2 separate regions of the Zea mays genome follow, and region 1 is linked to region 2. Evidence: chromatin contacts called from public Hi-C data. All regions are on one chromosome and are shown on one strand. The core of a region is the stretch at or near the end of the contact, and the rest is flanking DNA. Distances in the headings are between cores, read along the strand shown.

The links. Hi-C and Micro-C count contacts between places; a contact is called where the count stands out from the background.
Region 1: a Hi-C map of leaf shows a contact between it and region 2, with 3 times the contacts expected there. The contact joins the promoter of LOC100276631 here to the promoter of LOC103629727 in region 2. A contact is called at or near these places in 6 of 25 Hi-C or Micro-C datasets (ear, leaf and tassel).

Annotation. Positions count from the first base shown.
Region 1 is chr6:108,674,441-108,681,667 of Zm-B73-REFERENCE-NAM-5.0, forward strand. It overlaps LOC100276631 (glycine-rich protein 2), which reads left to right and starts at 4,198. Exons shown (of 1, transcript XM_008650847.2): 1 at 4,198-4,870. The coding sequence starts at 4,332. The coding sequence ends at 4,598.
Region 2 is chr6:108,531,978-108,539,543 of Zm-B73-REFERENCE-NAM-5.0, forward strand. LOC103629727 (transcription factor bHLH48) reads left to right here and starts at 1,289. Exons shown (of 7, transcript XR_004850241.1): 1 at 1,289-2,093; 2 at 2,172-2,306; 3 at 2,570-3,761; 4 at 4,015-4,083; 5 at 4,207-4,281; 6 at 6,713-6,950.

The DNA.
Region 1 (7,227 bases), core at 2,948-5,447, 150 kb after region 2:
ACATGGCAAGTAATATCTGGAAATTTAAATTTTGAACTATGGACAATTTATTGCAAAGATTCATGGAAGAACCTTTGTAATGTAGGATTAGTATGCGAAAAAATTGGTGTTGTGCATAATGACTATTCTAAAGGTTTAAGTACACTATCTATCGAGAGGATATCTTCTATGAAAATATTGATGCGGGGTAAATTAGGACTTCTATTTTTCTCACTAATCTAGGGCAAAAATCATTTTACTAAATAAAACCTATGCAAATAACTAAGCAATAATGTGCAAACTAGATTTTGTCTAAGTATTGCTATCTCTACTCAAAAATAGCTTAGCAATCCAAGTTCCAATCCTATATTCTAAGCTAGGAATAGTAGAGATTGCAACTTAAGTAAATAATAAATGTGTAAGCTTAAAGACAAAGGTATAGATGCAAACTCCTATTGACACGCAAATATTTTTACCGAAATATCTAAAACCACGCAAGGTTCTAACTAATCCTTGTTGGTGCCCTATGCAAAGAAGCCCACGCGAGGGCCAATCATTCGGCCGAGTAACTCCGAAGAGAGTCGTGGGCTTTTTCCACGCGCAAGTGGTGCTCTGTTCTGGCCTACTCTCAGATGCTCCCCGTCGTCTTTACTATCGAACTTCCGACCGAAACGCCGCATGACTTATTCTCTCTAGTACACGGTGGCGCCTACACAACAATCACGAGTGATGTGGTATTGCAAGACTCTTTCCCCATTTGGTACAAGTACAATGGCTCGCACAAGGGCGGAGAGTTTCTGTGGGGTTTTCTAACCTCACTCAATCTACTAGGAACAACCTAGAGCAAACACAATAGTAATCTAACTAACTTAAGCACTTCGCAAAGTATCTACGCTAATCACCGAGTGGTTTTATTAAGCACCTAGGTGTTTGGAGCCATGGAGATGTGCCTCACCTCACTTGGTATGTTGCTTGCTCTCCCACACCTCCAAATGGTCGGGTGGTGTGATATATATAGACCCCAAACCAAAATTAGCCATTAGAAAGTAAGTTGTAGCTTTTTATGGCGCAGCGGACCTTCCCGTGGCGCATCGGATCTATGCACCGGACCTCCACGTGTACTAGCTGTTAGAGGTAGCCGTTGGATCTTCTGAAAATGGCGCACCGGACCTTCCGTACTTGTCGTATCGGTCCTGTGGCGCATCGGACCTCTTGCGCAGAACAAGATGCTTCTCGTATTTAACTTTTAGCTCCGGACTCCGATTTTGATAATCTTGGATTTTTTGGAAAACTAATAAAATTCTCTACACCCCAGAGTTGAAACTATATCAATTTGAGTAGATTTGGCGGACCAGACCGCTTGTGCTGTCCACTCCTGTGCTGCTATTTTTTTCAGCACACCTAAATTCGTATTGTGGTCATAACTCTTAGCTCTGAACTCTGATTTTGATGATCTTGGACTTTTTGAAAGCTAATAGAAAGCTATACATTTTTTGTAACTTTACTTTTGTTTGTGGCTTTGCATTCCACTTCTAGTTTTTGGTGTATTGGACTCTTAGCATATATAAAGGTCTTCAATATGATTTATAATGTCTTCTTTGAAGTGGTTATCTCCTTATTACCTTGGTTCAAAACCACTCCGCATCTTGTGAACTATAAACATAAACACTAGAAAACACATTAGTCTATAAGATTATATTGATCATCAAACATCAAAATCATATGGTTGAATGGGCCACAGACTATTTTCCTTACATGCATAATGACTATTTTAAAGATTGTAAACTGAAGACTGTAAACTGGAGATTGTAAACTGAAGCTGAATTGAAGCTTGTAAGCTGAATTCAAGATTGTAAACTGAAGCTTGTAATCTGAATTGAATCCCAGTGTACGAAATGTTCAGAGATGGTCATTAACAAACTATTGGCCATAGTATTTAATATAAACATGACAGATTCTTAATAACAGATAGCTTGCACGTGTCTGTCGTCGTCCCCTTGCGTGGCTAGTGTGGTGCCCCCTTATCCATCTCAGGCATGATCAATCGATATCCACCATCTCCATCAGCAATCTGCCTGTGGTCGACGACGATCGCATAGTTTCCCTGGCTATCCGCGCCGCAAGGAGTCTCCATCCCACAGTACACCTGTTTTTGGCCGACACAGCAGAGGCGGGCGATGATGGTGCAGTAATGGCGTTCAGTGCCGATGCAGCAATGGCGGGCGATGGTGGCACAACAGATAGAGGAGGAGGGCGGCACTAGATTGGTAGGAGAGGCCTTTCCACACAATTTTTGCTGGAGGAGGAGCCGAGGAGGCATCCCTACTGCACCGTTTTGGCTGGAGGACTGAAGGAGGCAGCTCTCCCTCACGGCGACAGGAATTGCGACTGGAGTGGAGGCTCGCTGCAGGGTGTCCTTGACGTGGACACTTCATTTCCAGCGCGAAAGGGAGAAGAAGACCAGTCAACTCCTTGTTGGGATAGGCTCGATCTGTATGGCGGGAGGGTTTTTTTTTTTGTTTTGTTTTTTTGCAAGAGAATAGACAGATGCTGGAGGGAGGTGGAGGTGGGAGCGGAAAAGTGAAAAATATAGAGCGGAAAAGTGAAAAATATCCGTCCACGGTTGGATGAGGAATGGTTAATATGTTCATATGAGAACGGGAGCTGTACAGCACGGTATACGTTCCCAATGAGTAGAACCACATTCTTAGTCCATTCTCAGTGGAAATTTTAAGTTTCATTCTTATTGAATAACATACCTAGAGATGGCGATGGGGACCCAATCTCTGATTCTTCGCGGGGAATTCCTCCATTAGTGGATAGAGAAAAAACTTCTCCCGCGGGGATATAAACGGGAAAAATTTACCCCCCGACGGGTAAACGGGAATGAGGCCGAGGAAGCATTCTAAATCTCCATTCTCCGTGGGGACCCGTTAAATATGCACGTGACTATGTTTTTATACTAGTTAACGACAAAAATAAATAATTACCTTGTCAAGAGACCACTAATTGTACAAATGTGTTTATTTTGATGTATGTATAATAATTTGTTACATCTAACAATGTGTGTCTAAGTGATAATATTTAATATTAATAACAAAGAACATATGTCTTAATTATAATTTAAATGGAGATGGGGATCCTCGTTGGGGATTTATCCCCGCGGAGAACGGGGATGAAAAAGAAATGTTTCCCGCAAGCGTTCATGGGGATACCGTGGATAAATTTTTTGTCGCGGGGAAGGGGAGCTATTCCCCGATGGGGAATTCCCCGTTCCCATCCCTAAACATACCACATAAGGGCGTCTCTAAGTGACTAGCTAAATGACTCGACAAACCAAATTTTAGCTACTCAACAGCAAAATAACTTTATTTTTAAGTGAAACAGCAAAATAACTTTACAATAGACTAGCCTCCAAATTGTCTGTCACTAGCCAAATTTGGCTAATTATCTGATTAGCCAAACTAGATAGATAGTCTGTTGGACTGAGATGCTATATATGTATAGTATAATCTTTATAAAAATGTAAATAGATAGTTAAATAGAAAGCTAAAAATGAATAGTCTCTTACGCGTCGTTTGGTTTGATGGGCTAAAGATTAGTCCCTCTATTATAGTCACATTTAGGAACTAAATTACCAAACGGTGGGACTAAAACAGGGACTAAACCGTTTTAGTCTCTAGTCCCTCAAGGAGTGACTAAAAGGGACTAAACCATATAAATTTCACTTTTTGCCCTTCTTTATTTCAGTTGTACTAATGGCGGGAGAATGTTAAAGGGTATTTTAGTTCTGATCTTATGATTCATTTAATGTGTTTTGAATAGTTTTAGTCCCTATAACCAAACATGGTAGAAACTAAACTTTAGTCCCTAGACTAAAGGAACCAAACGGCTTCTTAGAGATGCTCGTAAATATGATAACGTGACATACAATTTAACACGAAGAGAGTGAAACTCTGTATACACTGTTATTTATTAAACAAATGTTAACGTGACAATCTTAAAAATAGTGCGATGAAACTATCGATCGAAAATGACCATAATCGTCGCGGAAGTGCCGCTCCACCTCGGACATGCATATACTAATTGCTTGGCTCTAAATTAACAGCTATCTCTAAATTAATCACAGTCTATAAATAGTTAGCCGCTGATTACACTCGCAACCACACGCACCCAGCCTCCCTCTGGGTATAAAACCCTCCGTCCTCCCCTCCTCCAAACAGCAGCAGAAGCAAACCGAGAGGTGAACCAGCAGCCTCCAATAAAAGCCAGCACATCCAAATAAAACCGAGAGACCTCAGCCCTCAGGCAAGCCGACCGCCGACGTACCACCGCGCCAACCCGAGAGAAAGATGGAGATGATCAAGAGGATCCTCATCGCCGCGCTCCTCGTAGTCGCCGTCTCGGCCACCGCAGTGCTGGCCTCCACCGAGGCCGCCGCCGCCGGCGCCCCAGCCGCCTCCGAGTCGTCGGCGTCCGCCGAAGCCCCCGCTGGCGCCGCCGGCGCCGGCGCCGGCACCGGCACCGCCGCGGGGCCCTCCGCCAGCGGCGCCGCGCCCGCCCTCGCCGCCGCGCCCGCCGCGCTCCTCTTCTCCCTCCTCGCCTACTACCTGCACTAAGCGGACGGACGGACGGACGCGCGCATGGCATTGGCATGCATGGACTGTTGAACATCTATGCATGCATGGACGACGTCACTTGCAACGCTGTTCCCATATAGTACTACTGGTCTGCTATGAATATCTATGCATGCATGGTAACGGGTTGTGTTATTTAATTATTATTATTACGTAGACATTACTATTTAAAATTCATGTGTTCGCGTCAAGTCGTTCTGTAATCTTGTGATGGAATATATATGATATTTCCTTTTAAAATCATTCGTTTGAAATGCAATGTGTCCAGTCCTCAAACTGTTACTACCATTATATTGACGGAATATATATGATTTCCTTTTTATGTGGTTAAAAACGTAACTACGTCTCCCTCGGTGCTTGCATTGCAATTCCATTGCATATTTCGTGTAATCGTCTGAATTCCTTCTTGGTCCTCGCCCCATCTCTCTTGGGCTGGCCCAATAAAAGCTCGAAGCCGGCCTGGAAGCATATGGCATGACCTTTTCTCGTTCGTTCTTCGGAGTGCAAAATAGTGTTTTAAATTGCTTGCCATATACACGATCCACCGGAGAGAAGGTCACCATCCTGCACTAAAGTTCTTTTTTTTTCAAAGGTTTCAAAATGAAATAGTACTTCCTCCACATCTGGAAAAAACACTCCATCTGGATCTGAATGAATCAATACTTAGAATTATCTTTAAGTCAAACTTTTTAAAAGTTTAACCTAATGTGTACAAAACAACATAGATTTATGAAACCAAAGGTAGTACTGTTAGGTACAGCATATATATATATATATATATATATATATATATATATATATATATATATATATATATATATATATATATATATATATATATATATATATATATATATATATATATACACACACACATATATATATATATTATATTAATGTGACCATTTGTTGTTATAAACATTTTCGAATAATAGGGTTAGAATAAACCAACCTTTCTAAAAATTTGGTCAAGTTTATAGGAAACAATCCAAATGTTTATGTCTCTAGTAAAAGGTTTACTATAAGAAAAATTCTATAATAATTACTCTAACAATATTTATTTAGTACCATAGACGCTAATACCTTTTATATAAATTTGATCACAATTAAAATTGTTTCACTTATTGAAATACAAGGATTGCAATCTTTTTTGGGATGTTGGGGTCTCTGGACAGATGCATGTGGCCTTCATGTGTTTGAACACATATTCAACTACAGTGAGTCTATTGAATGATCTTTAGATCGAATGTCCTTCTCAGAGTAGTGATTGCTCCTAGGTTTGAGTGAAAAATATGCCGTGCGGTATACTAGTGAACACACTTCTGGTTTGAGCATAAAAATATCAGTTTTGAGCATAAAATAGTGACAGATATAGCGTAAATCCTCACTGGATCGTCCGCTTCCGCCACATATGTATCCTGCAGCCGCGCCCGTCGTCGCTCGTGCATCGCGCAGCCGCTGCCCGCTGGTTCAAGTCTCAATAAAACCGCCACCACCGCTCGTGCTTTGCGCGGCCACCGCCTGCACTCGAGCCTCGCATGGCCGCCACCGCATGGCCTCACATATGTCATTATATTTGTTTTGAATAATATTTTCATCATCCTATACAATTACATGGCACTAAATAGGTTATAGAAGAATTGTGGTTGAAAGGGAAATATGCCCTTAGGCCATTTCTATAAATGTTTTGGTGATTAGATGCCCAACACATAATATTTTAGTTCATATGTGCCAAGTGCTAAAGAGAGATGCAAATCAAAGAATCAAGGTATTCTCTAAGTGTTAGGAACCTTGTTTAATCAAAAGAAATTGGATTGGAGAAGGTTTGGCTAAGTCCAGCCAAACTTGCACCAGCCTTCGGTGCATCGGACACACAGGCTGGTTCAGCAGCGAACTCGCTGCTCTCGGGAATCGGTGAAGGCGCCGTGGCTAAAAATCACCGGACTGTCCGGTGAGCCATCAGCGCCCGCACCAACTGTCGGCAGCGAAATCAACGGGCGACACGTGGACCAAACCAACAGTCACCAGGCCGCACTGGACTGTCCAATGTGCACCGGACAGTGTCCGGTGCGCCAAGGGGGCCGAAGGCTCAACGGTCGGCTTCGCCAGAAGAGGAAAAAAAATAGGCACTGTTCATGTCCGGTGGTGCACCGGACTGTCCGGTGCGCCAACTGGCAGAAGGCAAGAATTGTCTACCAAATAGAGATCCAATGGCTCCTAGCTGCCTTGGGGCTATAAAAGGGACCTCTAGGCGCATGGAGCAACATACCAAGCCTCCATTGAACATCCTAAGACGCCTAGACTCCGCAAACACGCATTCAGATCATCGTGACTGAGATTTGAGCACTAGCTGTGTTGTGAACTTGTTGCACTGTTCTTGTGTGCTCTCTTCTTGACTTGTGTGCGTGTCATTGCTGCGATTCTAGCTCTTGCGTGTGTTTATTTCCCTCCATTACTCTTATGCTTTTTGCTGTGATCAACATTGTAAGGGTGAGAGGCTCCAACTTGTGGAGATTCCTCACAAACGGGAAACGACTATAAGGAAGAAAACCATGGTATTCAAGTGGACCATTGGATCACTTGAAAGGGGTTTAGTGCAACCCTCGTCCAT
Region 2 (7,566 bases), core at 39-2,538:
AAAGGAGAATACTAAGGGATATTTTGTTCCTCTTATGATTTATTTAATACTTTTTAAATATTTTTAGTCTCTAGACCATAATATGTAGGGACTAAATTTTAGTCCCTTGATTAAAAGAACTAAACGAGCCCTAAATATTGAGATTATTTATGTTGTCCACCATCCACCACAAAAAATAACTTTACGGGTCTTCTAGAACATTCTGTTTTCCGTCGGAACGGAATTTTGTATCCTAAATATTATGGATTGACACTACTTGAGTCGGGAAAAATTATCACCAACATCCCAAAATGCAAAATTCACTGGTCGACGTGACATATAGAAGAAAAAAAAATCAAATCCGAAGACCTTCTGAGATTAGATAAAAAGAATTTCCAACCTCCGCTGCACCATTTACCGGCTTAGGATTCTCCGACGTCGCGCGTGGTCACTGCTGCGTGGGATCAGATGTCAAGTGACTTCGACATCAGGGGATCCGATTAAGGCGTCGTTAGTTTCGAACGGAACGGTCTATTCCCTCTCTTATTCCCTGTCTCTTTCCGGGCTGGATGAATCAATCTGGCTTAGAATTCGGTCCAGTCTGATAGATCCGTTCGTTTTAATCTAGACCAAAAACAGACTCACCTGATTTGAATTCTCTTCAGGGCCTGTTCGTTTCTACTGGAATGCACCAAGGATTGTTCATGTTGATAAAACTTATACAAATTAGAGAAACAATCTGGGTAGAAACAATTCCGGTTCTCCATTCCATGTCTACCGAACGAGCCCTCACTCAATTTTTGGTATGGAACGAGTCCTAGTGAGCTACCTCCCGGGTTGGTTCCTGGGCTAGTGACTAGGAATTAGTGACAACACATGTATCACTTGATACTGGGCTGCTTTCGATCCTGACCTGGTTTGGACGTTGGCCCGTTGAACGTGGTCTAAGGGTTTATTCTGTTAGAAGTAGATTGAGAGGATTTGAGAGAATTAAATCTCATATACAAATTTATATAGAATGAGATTTAAGTTTTCCAATACTCCCCAATTCATTTTAAACTGAACAATTCATTTTAAACAGAACAAGCCCCTATGAAGCGGACGGCTTTTGACTGGTCCGACCTGGCTTTTGATGAGTTGTTTGTACTGGCCTGGAAGCCTCTGCTTTCCAGAGCGACTTCGCTACGCTAGCAACCCGCACGGTCCGGACCGGTCCACCACACGCACTGCCGGAAATGGTAAAGGTCAACAGCAACAGAGTTTCACCGCCAGTACTGCCCACTGCCCAGTGCGGTGCCCACCCTCTCGGTCTCGGCCCCTCCCACCGCACGCCACAGTCCTTGGTCCACGTATGGGAGAGCTAGGATTGGGCCCCACCCGGTAAAAAGGGTAGCAGCATAGCAGTAGCCCTCCGGTAACAAAAACCAACCACCCCTCCACCGGTCCACCCTCCTGTGTTGGCCTTGGCTCCTGGCTTCCTCTCCTCTCCCATCTTCTCCTTCCTTGACCCCAGCCCTGCGGAGCCGGAACCGGAGCCAGGGCCGGGGAGCGTGCGAGTGCGAACGCAGGAGCAGCTCACGCGCGTGCGGCACACCACCTCTCGCCTCAGCGCCGCCCCACCCCCACTATAAATAACGGGACCATCCTCCCCTTCCCCTGCCTCCACCTCCGCTCCAGTCCCGTGTCCTCCTCCCGCCGTCTCTCTCGTCCCGGACGCCTCCGCCGCGCCAATGCGCCACGCCTCGCCACCGCAGGAGCTCCCCGCCGCCGGGCGCGAGATCCAGGCGGCGCTGGCCCCCGCCAACGGCAACGCCGCGGGCGCCCGCGGGGGCGGAGGCTCCTTCACGGCGCTGCTGGGACTCCCCACTCCGCAGGCCATGGAGCTGCTCCTCCCCCGCACGACGCCGCCCGCCCTAGCCCTAGCCCCAGCCGCAGCGCCCGCGCCCACGCCCACCTTCCCCTCCGACCCGCACCTCGTGGACCGCGCCGGGCGCTTCTCCACGTTCGCGCCCCCGTCGCCGCCCTCCCCATCCCCAACGCAGCAGCCTCCACCGCCCCCTCCCGCCGCCGTCGCCGGCAAGCGCAAGGCCGACCCCGTCGACCGCGCCTCCAAGGTGGACTGCCACATCACGCGTCTGCATTTCCGCGCGCACCTCGCCGGAGCTTAGGTTCTGATTGCTCCGTGTCCGCAGGGGAAGGCGGCGAAGAAGGGGAAGACGGCGGAGGAGAAGCCCGCGGCCGCCGGCGGCGAGGACGAGAAGCCGGCGTACGTGCACGTGCGGGCCAGGCGGGGCCAGGCCACGGACAGCCACAGCCTCGCCGAGCGGGTGAGCTCGCTTCGCCGCGCCGCTCCGCTAATCGCGCGCCTCGCTGAGCTCTTAGCCAGCCTCATGGGAGGGTCAGATTCGGTCTGCCGCGAGGGTTTATGCCAATGATTGGGTTATTAGGACGTGGTGACGAACGTCGCCGCTAGATCCTTTTTGGGGGGTCGCTTTCGCCGCTAATTACTTAATTATTCGTTCTTCTCCAGTCTCGCCAAAAAGCTGATTATCCTTTTCTGTCTTTTTTATAAAAAAAAACCACTCATCAGGCGAGACGCGAGAAGATCAATGCGAGGATGGAGCTGCTCAAGGAGCTGGTCCCCGGCTGCAGTAAGGTCCGTGTGCCTGCATTTTCTCTCCTATGTATGCATTTCGCATGCCCCACCTTCAATTTGCATCGCCTTTTGGATGGAAGCCTAAACTACGCAATATGTGACCTAGTGTCATGTAAAAATTCCGGTTCTCCTACGCGTCCAACTACATTGCTTTTCCTGCCGTCGGTGGTCTTTTTACTGCTTCTGAGAGGCCATCTCCGAATGGTCCTCCCTTTGCTCGGCCTCGGCGCCCTGTAACTGTGCAACGCATTGCAGTCGAAGATGCTTGCTAGCTAGACGCTGCCGTGGCCGTGCGGCATACTCCATTACTCCGCCTGCTTGCCTCGCTGGTTGCGAAAACAAACCACCGTATATCACGCGGGGAAGACCTTAAATGCAGTGCGTTCCAGAACGTTGCGGTGCCTGGTTATTCTGGCATCGTGCGCCCGACACGTCCTTATGGGTCGGTTTGCACGACGGGGGTGGGATGGGAATGGAGGGGGTATAGTGGCCGGCTCCCTTGTGGGTGATAGACAGGGGGGAGGCATCGTGATCCGGCAGGCATACCTAACCGGGTATTGGGCGTGATTGTCTGGGCGGAATGTAGCAGCCGCTTTGAAAGGTCCCGGGGCGGGTAGCTTAATGGGGGGTGGGACTGGGACGGGCTTGGTCTACGCCATGGCAGCTTCCATCCTCCTATCTTGATGGAATGTTGCTATCCTCCTTTGCGCTGCGCTCGCAATAATGATTTGGATTATGGGTCGGCATCTTTGGGTGTTGGATTATGGAGGTGGTGGCAGCATAGGCCACCATTGGGGAGGAGTGGCCGATTGCTGGTTTTTGCTGGTGCGTGGAGTTTATGGGGGGAATGGTTGGTGTGTGCCATTGCTACTGCGATGGTTTGACCATTAGTTTCACTGCAAGGACAGCAACAGCAACAGCTGTTGGTATGGACTCTGGAGTGGTGCTGTAGGTCAATTCCATGTGAGGTTTCGTGTTTCCTTCAACAAAGGCGCAGGGGTTGCCATATTCCAGCTACTGTCGTTGCTGGACCGGCTACAAAGTTGCACAGCAATTCACTGTCACGAAGCAATGAACAATGTTCTGCAGTCAAGCTTGTCACTGATTGCTATTCACGCATGAATTGGTATTCTTCTTTTTGATAAACGAATTGATCTTTATGATGACGCTATTAGGCTGCGTGCTACGCCTCTCCCCTCCTCTCCTCTCCTCAATTGTTCTTGTGAAATAATGTTACTTTAAATATCTTGGAATGAAACTCTAGTCTAGGCAGTTCTCCATTTGATTTTGCTTTCCTTACAATCTAAAAATGATAATGGAAGAACCGAGGAAAATGAATTAGTTAATTAATGCATGTTGTTTTTTTTGGGCCCTATCAGGTATCAGGAACAGCGTTGGTGCTAGATGAGATCATCAATCATGTTCAGTCTCTCCAAAGGCAAGTTGAGGTAACTGTTGATATCCCTTGCACAACCTGAAAAATCTGAAAAGCCCTTTTCGTTTCTAGCCAACATAGCACGCATTATCTTTCTGCTAATCTCACTACTGTTCTACCGATGTGGTTGGTCCAGTACTTGTCAATGAGGCTTGCAACTGTAAACCCGAGGGGCGATTTTGGTGGGCTAGATAGCTTTCTGACCACGGAGGTACTTATGCTGCTATCCTTTTTGTCAGCTTTCTACAAGTTGGGCCTCATTGATTTACAGACACATTTTTAAGGAAAGCTTTCTCCTGGAGCAGAGTGCTTGATTAATGAAAAACCATATGAACTTTTGAAGTTTTTTCTGCTTGAATAGCTTGGTTTCGGCGGAACTTCTGTTAAAACTAGCAGGATACCTCATGCATACTCAAATATGCTGCTGTTTTTTTCAGATCTAGCCAAGTTGGGTGCTGTTCTGTCTAGTTATAGCCTGCTTCTTCCATTCCAACAAGAATATATATATATATATATACAGTTTCTGGAGGAGTAACAAAAATCTCAAGTGTGAAAAAATATCAACATTTTACTTTTTCAAATATATATTTATTTTGAAAATCTACAATGCTTAGTGCCTTAGTCTAATGATACTTATTATGTGTCATAAATACTAGTATGTTTATATATATATTTAGTTAAATTTAAAATTATTTGACTCGTTAGGAACAAGAGTTTTATTCCTTTTTGATAAATTTGGGACGGAGGGAGCAGTTGGGAACAGCTACCCAGCTGTTGTAAGCAGCCAAACCACTGCAACATGTACGTGTGCATGTAGAAAGTTAGTTATACATAAAGAAATGGAAAAATGTGTCTGATTTATGAGGTTTCCATTTCCTAGAGCTTCTTTACTCTAGAGTCAAATGTTTTAGATTTAGTAGAAATAAATTCGAATATATGAGATATAACTTTGACACTACTACACATAAGAAATGAGATGTTAGTTTGTAATGCAAGTAGTTTCCGGCAACGATACTTTTCGGTATTTAGGATCATACCCACATAGATGATATTGATGGAGATGTTAGCCATAAAAATCAAAATAGGGTAGAGAAAATAGCACCAAACATTTGCTGTTTTATGCGACCTGGAGATACCATATAAGTTAAAAGGCAAATTTTATAAGACGGTGATTAGACCTGCTATGTTGTATGGTGCATAACATTGGCCTAAAAAAGGCGTCATGTTCAACAGATAAATGTTACGAAAATACGCATGTTGCGTTGCATTTATGGCTGTACAAGAAGAGGGAGTCTGGAATAATGACATACATGATAGGCTAGGAGGTAGCACCAATTAAATAAAAGCTTGTCTATGGTCTAAACATAACCAACGAATACCTCCACGGGCATCAATGATTTAACCTTGAAAAGAGAGATAGGAGAAGACCGAAGTAGATATAGAAAGAAACAGTAAAAGAATACTTAAAAAGATGGAATATATCCAAAGATTTAACTTTGAATAGGAGGAAATGGAAAACAACTATTTAGGTGCCTCAACTTTGAGATTTGTGGTTTCTATTGAGTTTTAACTCTAGACTATCCTAATTTGTTTGGGATTAAAAGGTTTTTGTTGTTATAATTATTGCATCTTTGGTACTGTCTATGAAAAGTTTGATGAAAGTCTACCTCGCATATTGTTTTTTTATTTACCTTTACTACTCTGTGGTTCCAACTTTAGATTTTTCCTTTAGGCCCCATTTGGATATTTTGCAATATTTTACACCTGTGAGCGGTTCCTGTTTTGAATTTCTAGTGAACAATAATTTACATATGTGACTTAACTCTCTTGTAAAATATTATCCTGCTACATGGGAATGAATAGAACATGCATGTGCATGCCGCATGTGTGGGTAAGCGCGTGTAACCCAACTCACGCATAGCATGCTTCGCGACACCCGTCACCGCGTCAGCCCTGCCCACTTTTTGGTGCCATGGTGTCCCTCACAGCCTCACAGGTGGACACCGCTGAAGAGGTGTGTGAGTGAGGCCAGAAGAGCACAGTGCAGCTCGACATCTGTCGTGCCTTTTCTAGGGACTCATGAGGTGATTTTATTTTTCCGGTTGGATAGGGTAAAACCGAGTGTAATTAAACTGTTTTCACAAGCCATCCAAACAACTTATTCCAATGCAGTGGGTATAAGTTTCCAGGCTGCTGATTTACACCTGTTTAGGTAAAACAAGGCTTCCAAACAGGCTCTTAGAGAGGAAAATAGCTCTCTGGTAGTAATAAGACAGCTGAACCAAGGTCGATTGCAGATGTCCTGATTCCTGAAGTTGCTTCATATTGAAGGATATCGTTTGAACTCATTATCTCAATAATAATCAAAGGCTTGCTCTTGTAGATAAATGTATCATTAGAGTATCATGGCTGGCCCACATATTACTTTCAAGAACGTCTTGGAAAATGTTCAGATATGCACACTTGCTGAAGTTTAAGCATTTCTGAGGTAGCAAATTCTTTGGAAGAAAATCAGATACCCACCTTGGCTCAAATAATCCTTTATGCAGTTGGAAGTGTGTTACTTCGGTGCTAGAAAACTCAGTGCTTGTTCTTTTTTAATCTTCAAACTGCTAATTATATATTTACTACTACTTTTACAGTGTGGAAGGATAGCAAGCTTCAACTGCAAGAACGGAATCGACTTGGAGCAGGTAACCTGGCCAGAAATGGGTGTTCATGGAGCAAGGCAGCTGATGCAACTCCAACAGCAGTTCTGGCATGGTGATTTGGCGCATCCACACCAAGTGGCTTCACAGTGGGAAAAGCGGGGGGATGGCCATCCTCCCGTCTTCAGCAACTCCAGTCCCTCTCTCTTCGGCTATGATCTAACAAGCTCTGGTAAACCTTGCACGCAGTCCTATATCACCTTCCTGAATGAATTTAGTTGTTTGTCGCTTACTTCACATATCACAGCCTGGCTTGCCCCACAACTTTTGTCTCTTAGTTTGTCCCGCCAGTGCTCTCTTGAGAACAAAGTGTACTGATAGGTAAATTTAAAAATTTGCTGTCCAAAACCTGAGGTGAATATTTTCTACTATCTAGGGGAAGTTTCTGAAGTATACAAAGCTATTTATAGTCATGGCCAAATCTTGAATATGCTAGCATAGTAGCATTGCTGTTATATTGGCCCAGATAGCAAATAGACACAGAAACACAGGTGAAGCAAAAGACATACAGAAGCATGTGGCAGTACAGTGACCAAGTGTTTTGCATTAGCTAATAAACGTGATAGAGAGCCAGAGATCCCAACTAGGAGTCCCTCTGTTTGCTTATGGAATTTGGAAACAACACAGATATCTAATTTGAGTTGCCGCGCCCTTTTTCAGAGGAAAACTTCTATTTCCACTGCTTCAGAACTATCAGCATTATCCACTTTTCATACTAACAAAAACCATGAGCCCAGGACTTCGCTAGAAAGATTAGCAGATTAGAGTGTCGTTGCTGGATCTTGGCC